2 separate regions of the Sus scrofa genome follow, and region 1 is linked to region 2. A link is a contact called in public Hi-C data. All regions are on one chromosome and are shown on one strand. Each heading gives the region's core, a stretch centred on a gene start, on an enhancer-like site or on the middle of the called end of the contact. The rest is flanking DNA. Distances are from core to core; before and after follow the strand shown.

Evidence for each region. Hi-C and Micro-C count contacts between places; a contact is called where the count stands out from the background.
Region 1: a Hi-C map of liver shows a contact between it and region 2, with 10 times the contacts expected there. The contact joins two enhancer-like sites. A contact is called at or near these places in 1 of 5 promoter capture datasets (liver) and 16 of 47 Hi-C or Micro-C datasets (alveolar macrophages, brain, embryonic fibroblasts and 7 more).

Annotation. Positions count from the first base shown.
Region 1 is chr1:168,195,978-168,201,963 of Sscrofa11.1, reverse strand. All of the region lies in intron 1 of LOC110262000 (a long non-coding RNA gene), which reads left to right. Among named protein-coding and RNA genes, the nearest start is that of UACA, 250 kb to the left of the region's middle. Within about 2 kb of position 1,708, at least 9 of the 83 cell types and tissues checked have an H3K27ac peak or open chromatin away from gene starts, as enhancers often do. A contact at or near this core is called in liver, where this site is marked.
Region 2 is chr1:167,393,438-167,399,794 of Sscrofa11.1, reverse strand. No RefSeq gene overlaps it. Among named protein-coding and RNA genes, the nearest start is that of RPLP1, 100 kb to the right of the region's middle. Within about 2 kb of position 4,779, at least 23 of the 83 cell types and tissues checked have an H3K27ac peak or open chromatin away from gene starts, as enhancers often do. A contact at or near this core is called in liver, where this site is marked.

The DNA of each region.
Region 1 (5,986 bases), core at 459-2,958, 810 kb before region 2:
ATCATGTCTGTTTCACTGGGGAAGGAATAAACGTGACAATGTTTGTACATGCCTGGTGCTGAGCCTGGCATCTAATAGATGCCTGTTAAATCTCATCTTCCTGGTCCTCTCCTGGCTCTGCTCATCCCTTTTCTTCTAGTCCCCCTTGTGAGCACATGTTGTGGCTACGGCAGAGGAGCCAGCAGGCTATGTTTGAGGAAGGCCGGCGGGATAAGCCTGGGCTGGTGTCTCTCACTTCCTGCTCTCTCTCTGCTTCTGGGACAGCTGGCAGTTCAGCACACAGGCAGGTGTGGGTCCAGGGTCCCTGGAGCTGACATACCTCCCTGTTTCCCAAGGCAGGCGAGTAGGAGGGTGTTGTAACCGTCCATTGGAGGCTGTCAGTAGGCCTGGGGTCACAGGGCTCCTCTCACCTGCTCTGGGGAGGTTGTCTGCCTGTGTTTACACACATTTCCTCATGGACACACCAGGGGGTTAGAGATGACGTGGCATGGCCTCTGGCTGAGGGGGAGCTGACAAGAAACAGACCTACCCACTGGGATCCAGTGGGGGACTTCCATTATGTCTCACAACTATTTAGATAACCAAGGCTCTAGGTAGAGTTCACACTTTCCTCTTTCTCTTGGCTTCTCAAGCCCTCAACCAGCTCAACCCCAAGGGGCAGCCATTTATGGTTCCCCACAGACACTCAACCCTGCTGGAACTCTGGGGAAGCGTCAAGAACCAGTTTGACCGCAAAACACAGAAGCAGGTCTGTGAGGCCCTATCTGGGCAGAGTGGTCATGGTAGCTGTCAGATGAGGATCCAAATTAGTCATGGGAGGAACAGGAGCCAGGCTGGGGGGTGGAAGCAAGCCCTGATGGGCTTAGCTCCAGGGCCTGGGATCTAGCCGGGGCAGGAGCAGAAGCTGTGTTGCAATTTCACTGCAAATCAACTGGGCCATCTCTCGTGGGTGGCACTGTGCAGAGCTGCCAACCCTCAGGTTTGGTTCCTAGATATGGAGATGGTATCATACCTCCCAACTGCCTCTGGCGTCGTGCTGAGAGATGAGGCTGGAAGGAAGTTGTAAGATAGACATTCTTGGCCCGGCTGGTGGCTCTGGAGGTGTGGGATGGAGGGGGTCCGGGGGGAGTCAATGTTTGGGCAGGTTGGGAACCATTTTTGGAGGAGCCTTGGGCCAGAGGTCCTGCTCCAGGTCAGAAGGGGCCCCTGGATCTGTTTGCAAGAGCGGAGAGGAATATTTCCCACCACACCCTAATTCCAACCATCTCTGGCCATGACACACAGTAGCTAGCTCCTTTGCCTGAGGCTATCCCCTCATGTCTGGGATACACAGTGCCTGGAAAGGCAGTGAGGTGTGGTAGGAAGAACATCGGCTTTGGAATCCAACCAACTTGAAACAGAATCTCAGCTCTGCCCGGAACACTGGCTGACCTTGGGTAAATTACTTCACCTCTCTGGACCCCGTTTTCCTCATCTCTTAAAAAAAAAAAAAAAAAGTAACAACTTCTAGGCAGGGTGGTTTTGAGAAGTTATAATCATAATGTAGGAAGAGGGATGGTATACAATGGGAACGCCATAAAGGTTACGCACCTTTCTTCCTCCTCTTACAAAACACACAGTCCTTCAGCCACTTCCAGGTTTATCCTCGTAGTCTTGGCAATTGGCTGAAAGGCCTCGCTGGCTGGCTGCCCTGCCTAGATCAGGGATTGACAACCGTTTTCTGTTAAGGGCCAGAGAGTAAATATTTTAGCTCTTGCAGGCCATAGGGTATGGACTCTACTCTTCTCTGCTGTTGTGCAAAACCAGCCATAGATGATATGGAAATGAATGGGTGTGCTTGTGTTCCAATAAAACTTTATTTACAAAAACAGGCAGTGGGCCAGACTTGGCCTCCAGGCTGTAGTTTACCAACCCCTGGCCTATGATCTCAAGTTTAAACATACCTGCTCATCTCTCAAGGGTCTTCTTCAGGCTGGTTTCACTTTGTCCATCCAATCAGTTTTGTAATTGTTCCCTTAAATATTTCCCAATCCATCAAACAGGACTCCTGTTGGTCTTTTGCTCATGAGATGTTTAGTCTTGTTTCCACACCTTTGCTTGTGTACTTTCCCCTGCTTAGAGCCTCATCCCATTTCCTCTCTGCCCTTTTCACATTCGCCTCCAGTTAATCTCCTAGGTTGTTCTGTAAAATAAAGGGCTCAGATCAAGGTCTCTTGATGCAACACTGTATGAACATCCCTCAAGGCCAGGCTCAGGTCCCTGTCCACAGGATTGTCCACATGGATTAGTCCCTTTGCAAGACTCCCATGTCCGTGCCATTGATGCCACCATAGCCCTCCTGTGGACCCCTGGTTTGAGTTGGTGCACCGATTTCAATGATGAACCTTTGAGGCTCAATTCTTAGCTTTTCTGCATCCAATTCACGACAACTTGTGCATTCACACAGCTTGGTATCTTTGGGACTTCCTATATATATGGATCCAGAAGAGTGTCAAGCATTTTTTCTGCAAATACTGCCTCTCTCTCATTCTCTTTATTCTTTCCTTCTAGAGCTCCAGTTAGTTATAGTTTAAACTCTGAACTATATTTTCCTGTCTTTTATCCTATCACCTCTTCCCACCCCCCCTTTATTATTTTGCTCTTCTAATGCAGTTGGGGTAATTTTTTTAAATCTGTCTTCTAATTCATTAATTTTTTTTTTGTCTTTTTAGGGCTGTACCTGCAGCATATGGAGGTTCCCAGGCTAGGGGGCAAATCAGAGCTGTAGCTGTTTGTGTATGCTAAATCAAAGCTGCGTCTGCGACCTACACCATAGCTCATGGCAACACTGGATCCTTAACCCACTAAGCGAGGCCTGGGATTGAACCTGCATCCTCATGGATGCTAGTCAGATTCATTTCTGCTGAGCTACAACAGGAGCTCCCTAATTCATTAATTCTTTATCTGTGTCTGATACATCCATTGAATTTTTAAGTTCAAAGTTATATTTTTTTTATTCCCAGAAGTTCTATTTGAGCCTTTATAAACATCTTTTGAGTCTTTAAGTAGTTCATATACAGTTCTTTTATGGCCTATCTTATTATTCTAATATTTTAAGTCTTTGAAGATCCAAATCAGACATGCTACTAAACGTTTAACACACAGAGCAACCCCCATGGCAAAGAGTTATCTGGTACAAAATGTCAGTAGCTCTGAGGTTGAGAAACCCTGGTTGAAATCTGTTGCTTGTCTCTGCTGACTCTTGCTCATGGTGATTCATTGCTTTGAATGTGGGGTGTTTTGTTTTTTGGTAGTTTGTCTTTGGAGAATCAGAATGAGAACCCTTTACTCCTGGAGGATTTGTATTTGCTTTTTTCATCCACCAGGGGGCAGCACCAACCTGAGACCAGTTCACTTTTCCCTCTTGGGGGTTCCACATCCCATGGGTAGCAGAGATTCAAGCCCCAGACTCCCATGAGAACAGGCAGTACTGAAATTCTATGTGTTATACCCAGATGAGCTGGAGATGACATTCATGTGCAGACTTTGGATTTCCCCACATCCATTAAAGAATGAAGATCTCAGCCTAGACATGAGTGTGGTTTCAGCAATGCTTTCGTTCAGCCCACCCCGCATCATGCGTATGTGTTATGTGACTATGTATTTTGTCCTATATCATCTCCTAAAAGTAAGTAGAAAATAAACAGTTGCAAAAGCTAGTGTAGGAACAGTAGGTCTCCTAATCTCAATACACTTGGGCCAAACTGGGTAATTTTTTGGCCTGACTAAAGCCAGCTTCAGGGGCACTAACACTCCCTTAATGCGATGGCATCCATGTGTGCTGATACATGAGAGGGCAAATGATGTTATAATACAGGCATGTCATGCTGACGTTATGTTATCAGAAGTCACTTTTATTATTTATTTAGTCTTTTTAGGGCCACACCCATGGCACATGGAGGTTCCCAGGCTAGGGGTCAAATCAGAGCTATAGTTGCCGGCCTACACCACAGCCACAGCAACTTTGGATCTGAGCCATGTCTGTGACCTACACCACAGCTCAGGGCAATGCTGGATCCTTAACCCACTGAGTGAGGCCAGGGATCAAACCCCCGTCCCCATGGATACCAGTTGGGTTTGTTAACTGCTGAGCCGTGACAGGACCTCCATGTTATCAGAAGTCACTTTTAAAAGTTAAGACTTAGTTAGAGATCACCTTCTGGTATAGCCCCTTACCCCCAATTCCAAAGTCCACACAGATCTCAAATGCCAAAAGTTGATTTTGTCAGGTTGGCATGAGCTCATTTCACAGCAGAACCTGACTTGGGCTAACCTATGGCTACCTAGTCTTCATCTTCAGCATGAACATTCATGCATTTTGCTGCAGAAATATGTGTTTGACCATAAGGTGCTGCTCCAAACTCTGCTGGCACAACTATACAACAGGCAGACTGTCACTAATGAAAATTATAACATTTCTGATCTTCAAAACACACCTGGCTGCCAGGGTCCTTGGTAAGGGCTTGGTAACCCATGTGATTATATTTCCAGGAAAGGATTCCCCCACCCTTACCCTCACACCCACCACACATGTAAGCATACATTTGAACACTCATACTCTTCAGTTGTCAGATGTTTTCCAGTGCATGTCAGGTGACAGTAGGGACTGCAATTACATGATTGGCATCTCGTGGTCATCAGGAAGGTGAATGTACATGGATCTGAATGGGACATGTTTCTGTGGGATCCTTTCATTCCTCACATGATGTTGGATATCTATAGAGTTCTAAGTGCATGTTTCCAGTGATTCCTTCATTCATCCTTATTTAGCATCCAAGAGTTTGTCAAAGATCTTTTATATTTGCTTCTGCAATGACACTAGGAGTACAGGAATACAATCTCATTATAAAAATAATAATATCCAGGACCCAGGCATCCCTGTCTTCCACCTGCCAGCCCCCACCCCCCCGCCCTTCCCTCCTCCTCCCACCAGGCTGCCCTGCTGCACTTTGACCCTTGGACACCTCTAGAGCCCAACGTGATCAAGATGGCAGAGGAGTAAGATGTGGCAGTCACCTTCACCCACAAACACATAACAAAAACATCTACATATACAACGATTCACACAAACATCTACTGAATGCTAGTAGAAGACCTTGAACATCCAAAAAAGGGCAAGAAACCCTCCACATAACTGGGTTGAACAAAAGGAAAAAAAAAGAGAGAAAGGAATCAGGATGGGACTAGAACTCATGAGAGGGAGCTGTGAAAGGGGAAAGGAAAAAACCACACACTGGAAATCCATATAACTGATGAGGATTTCAGCTGATATGGAGGGACCTCAAACCTTCTGAGAAAAGTGCAGCAGTTGGAATGATGAGGGCAAAGCGGAGAGAGAGCCATACAGACCATCAGTACCACTGCCCTGGGCACCATAGCCTGAGACTCATGGACGGGGCTGGGCTGGGTGCTGAGACTCAGGCTCTTGGGGTCAGTTCTGGGGAGAGGACTAGGGTTTATTTGTGTGGAGACAGCTTGAAGGGCTAGAGAGCGGTGCTCTAAGAGCTGGGAAGTGAGCACCACAGCCTAGGGAACCCCAGAGGAGCCCTGGGCCCACTGGAGAAGCAATTGCCATTGATGCAGAGGGCGAGAGGAGAAGGGGTAGACCACCATAGGAATATCTTTCTCTGTGCAGGTGTGGACTCTTGGAGGGTGGGGCTATGGCTGTGAGGCACTTCTTGTGCAGGCTACAGGAAAAGGGCCCCTTATGGGTGGCATTACCTCTTACATGGGCTAAGTGCATGGGGGTGCGCTTGCATGGTCTACAGGTAGCAGGGGCAAACTTTCAGTCATCTCAGACTCCAGAGGTGGGCATGGCCCACCACCACTAGGGGTCCCTGAAAAGGCAGCCCCTGAAGCCCCAGTCACCTCAGAGGTCAGCCTAGAGGAGGTCACTGAAACCAAGAACCACCTGCTGTTGCTCTCACTCCCCAGGAAAGCACATGCC
Region 2 (6,357 bases), core at 3,530-6,029:
CTAAGTGGGTGCTGTTCCTCACAACGAAAGAGCCAAAGGGAGGTCACTTCTCAAGGGAGTGGAAGCCGGTTAAGGCAGAAGGTCTGACGGTAACTGACTTTGCCCCACCTTGACACTTGACCAAGACCCCCCAACCAGCCCACGTAGCCCAACCAAAGGTAGCAAATCAGTAATGTAACTAGAATGCTTGGTACCCGGGAGATCATTTTTCAACTCATGCCTCTTCCATACAACAAAATTGTCTCCTGTAAACATCATGAAATGCAATGAATAAAAACAGTATAGTTTTACTAGATATATGTCTGTCAGCATTTCTTCATTAACTACACATGATTTGAAAGCAGTACATATTTTTGAAATTTATTGAAGTACAGTTGATTTACTATGTTGTATGAATTTCTGCTGCACAGCAGAGTGTTTCAGATAGGTGTACATTCTTTTTTTTAATATTCTTTTCTATTATGGTTTATCATGGAATATTGCCTATAGTTCCCTGTGCTATACAGTAGGGTTCTGTTGTTTATCCATTCTATATGTAATAATTTGCATCTGCTAATCCCAAACTGCCACTCCATCCCTCCCCACCCATCTCCCACTTGGCAACCACAAGTTGGTTCTCTATATCTATGAGTCTGTTTCTGTTTCATAGATAAGTTCATCTGTGTCATACTTTAGATGCCACATATAAGTGATATCACATGGTATTTGTCTTTCTCTTTCTAACTTACTTCACTTAGTATGATAATCTCTAGGTCCACCCATGTTGCTACAAATGCTGGCAGTATTTCATTCTTTTTATGGCTGAGTAATATTCCACTGTATGTGAAAGCAGGACATGATTTTTTCTTTCTTTGTCTTTTTGCCATTTCTTGGGCCGCTTCTGTGGCTAGGGGTCGAATCGGAGCTGTAGCTGCCAGCCTACTCCAGAGCCACAGCAACGTGGGATCCGAGCCACGTCTGTGACCTACACCACAGCTCACGGCAATGCTGGATCATTAACCCACTGAGCAAGGGCAGGGATCGAACCCACAACCTCATGGTTCCTAGTTGGATTCGTTAACCACTGGGCCACGACGGGAACTCCAGGGCATAATTTTAATACCTCCAGACATTTCGATTCCCTCCTCTTTTCATTTTACTTAGTTGAGCTCCACTGAATTCCTGTCATTTCCAGATGGCACAAGTTTCCCACTTGAAATTTCTTTAGACTTTCAGAAAAATGAGTTAGTTGCCGTTTTCACAGTAATGCAAGACATTGCAAGTTACTCCAAATTCCTATGGGACAAAAAGGCACAACCATTTATACAATGGTTTTTACATATGCCTACCAGTTCAGACTTTGGTCTTTTGGTTACCATCTGACATAATAGTAATAATTTATGTAAATAATTATCCAGTAGCAAATAAGAGGATTTTAATAAAACTAAAATGTCAGCAAAAGGTACAGTTTATTGATAAATCTGCTTTCTGGATTTTGTTCTGTCATTTTAAAACAATTATAAGCTTCAATTTTAAAACTGCTATTCAAACTCAGTAAAATATCTCCAGCATGAACTAAAATATGTACTTCACTTCCTAAACAAAAATATGACACCTCACAGCTCATACTCTTGTACCGCTTTAAATTTTAAGCAAAAATAAGCTCCGGTGGTTACCTGGAATGACTGAATAAGAGAACTCAAGTTACCTTTTTCCTTCTTAACAATCACTACACTATCATTGTTCGTTTTAAGTACAAAGAATGCACAATACCACAGCAGTTTGGAGACACAAACTGTACCCAAAGAGAAAGCAAACAATTCTTTTTTTTTTTTTTTTTTTTTTAGCAAACAATTCTGAAGCCTGACTCTAAAAACAAATGCACTTGGGTTGGTCCACGGTTGGAGAGCCAATTCTGTAACTAGGAGTTCTCTAAATAACTTCTGTGTACAATAAAAACATCTCGTATAGGATACCTAATAAAATTGTCCTAATGTAAAGCACATTATTATTATTATTATTATTAAACTCCATATTACGAATACAACTGTTTACATCTTAGGCCAATGAAGGATTTTTCATGAAGGAGAATTTAATCACTGACACTGGTACAATTGCCAGTGTTCAGTGGCAATAAAAGCAGACCAAATTTTAGTCAAATGTATCTTTTTTAAAACTGTTCTGCAATCGCTTATTGTCTGCACTAAATGATAGTACCCAGTGCCCCAGGCTTAGTACACAGGCCGAGACGCCCTAAATGAAGCCCTCATAGGTGTCTTTCAGAGCTGGTTAGCAGGAGATGCTATGTAATTTTTCCTTCATAGACAATGAAAACATATGACTGATTATGTTGGCCTTACTGCTTTGGTCCCAAGAAGCTCAGAGCCAATTTATGACTCGCCTTGTAGGATCTTACAGCATTTTCATTTCTCCCCTTGGTGTTCACCTAATATATACCTTGCTGGTCCCAATATTCAGCTTGTTTCATGGTTTTCAAAATGACTTCACATGCAGCCTAACTTGCAGAATCCTTCTGTTTAAACTTTCCGTGTGCATTTCGGTGGCTTTAGGGAGGGCACACAACCTCTGGTTCACGGCAGTCCCCACAAGACCCTAGGCACTGCCTGGCAGGGTCTCTCTTTCATATCCTTCTCTGCTTAGCCTCTGAAAGCCTTTGCGTTGGCAACCCATGTGTGTTTTTTCTTATTTATAGATTCTTGTAAGCCAACTCATACCCTTTGTGTAGTGGAGAGGGAACTCAGTCCAGCTTGATCTGGTGTGAGACATGCTGGGATCTGGGAAGAGGGTCAGTGTGTATCTGGCACCGGGCCAGGCTCTTCTGCATCTTCTCATTTAACCCCTCAGTAACCTGTTGAGAAAAGCATTGGCACCGTTTTATAACCGAGGAGTCGAGGCTCTGAGGAGTTGAATGCCCATCCCAAGTCACACAGCTTCTTGATAGCAGGAACAAGATGGAAACTGGGTCTGAAGCCTGCTCGGATCATGGGGTGAGGGCGGAGGTGGACTATAATTCTCTCCCAGGCAGCAGGGGGGACACCCTAGGGAAGAGGCAAATTTTATCCCTCCTGCCCCCCAGCACTTGCTGGCTCCACACACAGTTCCTGCAGAAATGCCCACAGGGAGGCCCAGCAGTGCCCGCCCAAGGACCCACTGCATGACCAGCAAGCCATGCAGCCTCTCAAGCCCTGTCCTCAGAGGGATGTGTGCTGGGTTTAATGCTCTGCTGTTGCCATCTTGAAAGTCCTAATTTTTGAACAAGAGGTCACACCACCCTCACCTAGGCTGTCAAATAACAATGGGGAGATAGCACAGCCACCCCCAGACTTCCCTGCTCACAGTGTGCAGGGAACACCTTGCACCAGCAAAGGCTTCTGGGAGGCCCCATGCACAGACCCCAGCTCCTCCTCCTGGGCTCTTAGCAGCCAGAGTGCTTTGGTGTCATTGATACCCTAAGCTGCTGAGCTTTGCTCCGGACGGTCGCCACAGCAACCAGGGGTGGGTCTTGGCTGCTGAATAAATCAGCAAATATTTATCAAGACTGTGCTAGCAACTGTGGGGGAGAACGAGCAGCTTCATTGGATGGTCCGGTTTTAAAATACTTTTAGTAATAAATGCCCTAGAAGAAGGGGTGGTGACCTATGCGAGACTCTTTCTCTCCCGTCCTGGAAGCTATGAGGGAGATGCAATGGGTAGCTTTACATGCGCAGACTTTAAAGCCAGAGACTTCGGCATTCAAATCCCAGCACCATCACCACTAGCTATGCGTCCTCTCTAAGCCTCAGTTTCTCATTTACGGCATGAGGGCACTTACCCCTGCCCACCTCATAGGGCTCTCTCTTTAAGGACAAAGTGAGCTCATGTATAACAAAGCGCTTTGTTGACTGTGCAAATGTTAGGTTGTTCTTTCAATAAACATTTATTAAGCATTTACTCTGAGCCAAAGCCTGAGTTAAGCAGTAGAGCCCGCTCCAATGTAAACGTCCTGGGCTCATTGGGATTCACCCTTTAATTTTCCCAACTGAGGTGAAAGTCACATAACATAAAAGTACCCATTCTAAAGTGACAGCTTCAGTGGCAAATAGGGTACTCACCATGTTGCGAACCAACCTCCATCAAGTTCCAAAACAGGAAAAGCCTGGACCCATTACACATGCCCCTCTTTTCAGGGTCTATTTTCTCTTGCTATTGTTTTGTTCTTCTCAGGAGTTGATTTCCAGGGCTTGATAATATCCTGAGGTCCCTCTGATCACCTCTGACTCCAAGCCAATCCCTGGATCCAACCTCAAGCATCACAAGATGAAGCCCAGTTTCCTTGGCCAGCACTGGGGAAGCCAGAGCCCCAGGCCTGCCATTTTTAATTACACCAGGGCTGGCTGAGCAGGCCATCGCTGTGTATTTCAGTAAATTACCTCTCATAAAGGCACTCTCGTGTTTGCTCCGAGCACCCTTCTTTCCTGGAATCGGCTCCCTGTCTGCCACCATTGCCTCTTCCCAGCATCCCATGCGGCTGGCAAATGTCCGTCTTGTCAAACCCGGGAGAGTCAGGGGTGGGGGGTGGGGGCGGTGTTTGGGCAAATATTGGACTTGGCCACACTTGCTGTCGGTATCAGGAACCCGATTGGCGTTATTGATTGACAGATGCAGGGACCAACTGTTTGGAAAGCTGAGCCCCCCTCGGATTGGGGTAGGTGTTTGGGCAAACAGCCCTAATACTGGGCAAACAGGCCTGTTGGAAGAAGTGCCTGGCATGTTAGCAGAGCAAACCAAACGCTAAGCAAACAGCTTAAAAGAATGTGGCCACCTCCATGTAACCTCAACCGAGGTATTGATCCCACTGGAGGCCAGAGAGGGGCTGAGCAGGGAACAGAGAGATACAAACCCCGGCAGAATGTAAATGTTATCTTTAAGCTGCGGCTGTCAGGGCCCTAATGGGCATCTGTTTGGAATTTGTCTTCTTGCAAATCTTTAAATCCAGGTCAGGGCCACGCACAGAATTTAATAACAACTTTTCAGAGAGATCAGAGCTGGGGACTGATTTCATTTTTCATAAGCCCAACTGGGACTTGCTATTCTTCTTAGAGGGAGCAGCCTCGCACAGAAACTTTCTAGATGCAAGTTCCAAACTATGAAAAGGCAGAGCTTCCGAATATGAGTCAGAAGCCTCCTGGAGAGGGGGAAATCCAGAAATAAAAGGGCTTTCTCTGACCCCTGCATGCCATGCATGAGAGCTAGTCAGATGGAAAAAATCCTGGGATCAGCGCCAAGAACCCAGGGCTTGCCACAGCTGCTGGCTCCACCCGGCTGGACCTTCCAACATCACCTCCCGAGGCCTCAGCTTCTGCATCTCCCAAGGGGAGGAAGCATTCCCTGCCAGGCATACACAAAAGTTCCATCCAGACAGGCCCACTTGGGTGGGAAGATACACTTGCCAGAAAACACTGCCTCTGTATAAGGAGTTGGGCTATTTGCTGTGAGACCCTGGGGGAGGCCCTTCCTGGGCCCGAGACCCTCTGACCTCACCAGGTGGCAGTGGGATGGACCACAGCCATGTCTATCATCTGTTGCAGTAGACAACTGGCTACTTGGATCTGGGTGTCCTCTCCTAGAAGCTGGACAGGAGGGAAGGAATGCGTGAGGCTTGCAAATTCCTTGAAAAATCTAAAAACCATGTTTGCTTATCTTTTAATATTTCTGGAAAAGAATTGAGTGGAAAATACTTGCTCCCTGGCGGCCCAATGATGTAAGAGGGCTGTGATCAGAGGCCACTGTTGGTCCACAACTTCTCCTGAGAAAAGCCAGAGAAAGAATAAAACCTTGCCCTCTACCTCCAACCCCAGACTGGCCTGGCCCTCCAGAAGCTGGGCATACTTCAGCCATGCCCCCCCAAACAAGGAGGGGGCAAACTCATGCTGAGTCTTGTCCTGTTAGAAGACTGACCCCTACCTTCAAGGGAGGCCTTGAGCACTGTGGGTAAACCCAAGGTATTACTCTGCACTGCTTTTTATAAGAGCAAAAGGAGATTTTAAACCACTTTGGCCATCTCCTACTTTTGCTGTTCAGTCTTGTAGTGATAAGATGAATCAAAGGATGCTGTGCCTCAGAGAAGGGGGACATTTCTAGTTTTAGTGGATTTTTTTTATTATTATAGTTGATTTACAGTGTTCTGTCAATAGATCTCTAACTAGGCTCTTAATGAAAAGATGTAGGCAAAGCTGTTATGAGCATGTGCGTGGGCTTCAGAGCCAAGGGCCTGGGGTAGAATCCCATCTCTGCCACTCACTAGCTGTCTGGCCTTAGGCAAGTTACCTAACTTCTCTGAACCTCACACTCCTCTGTAAAATGGCAATACTCATACAC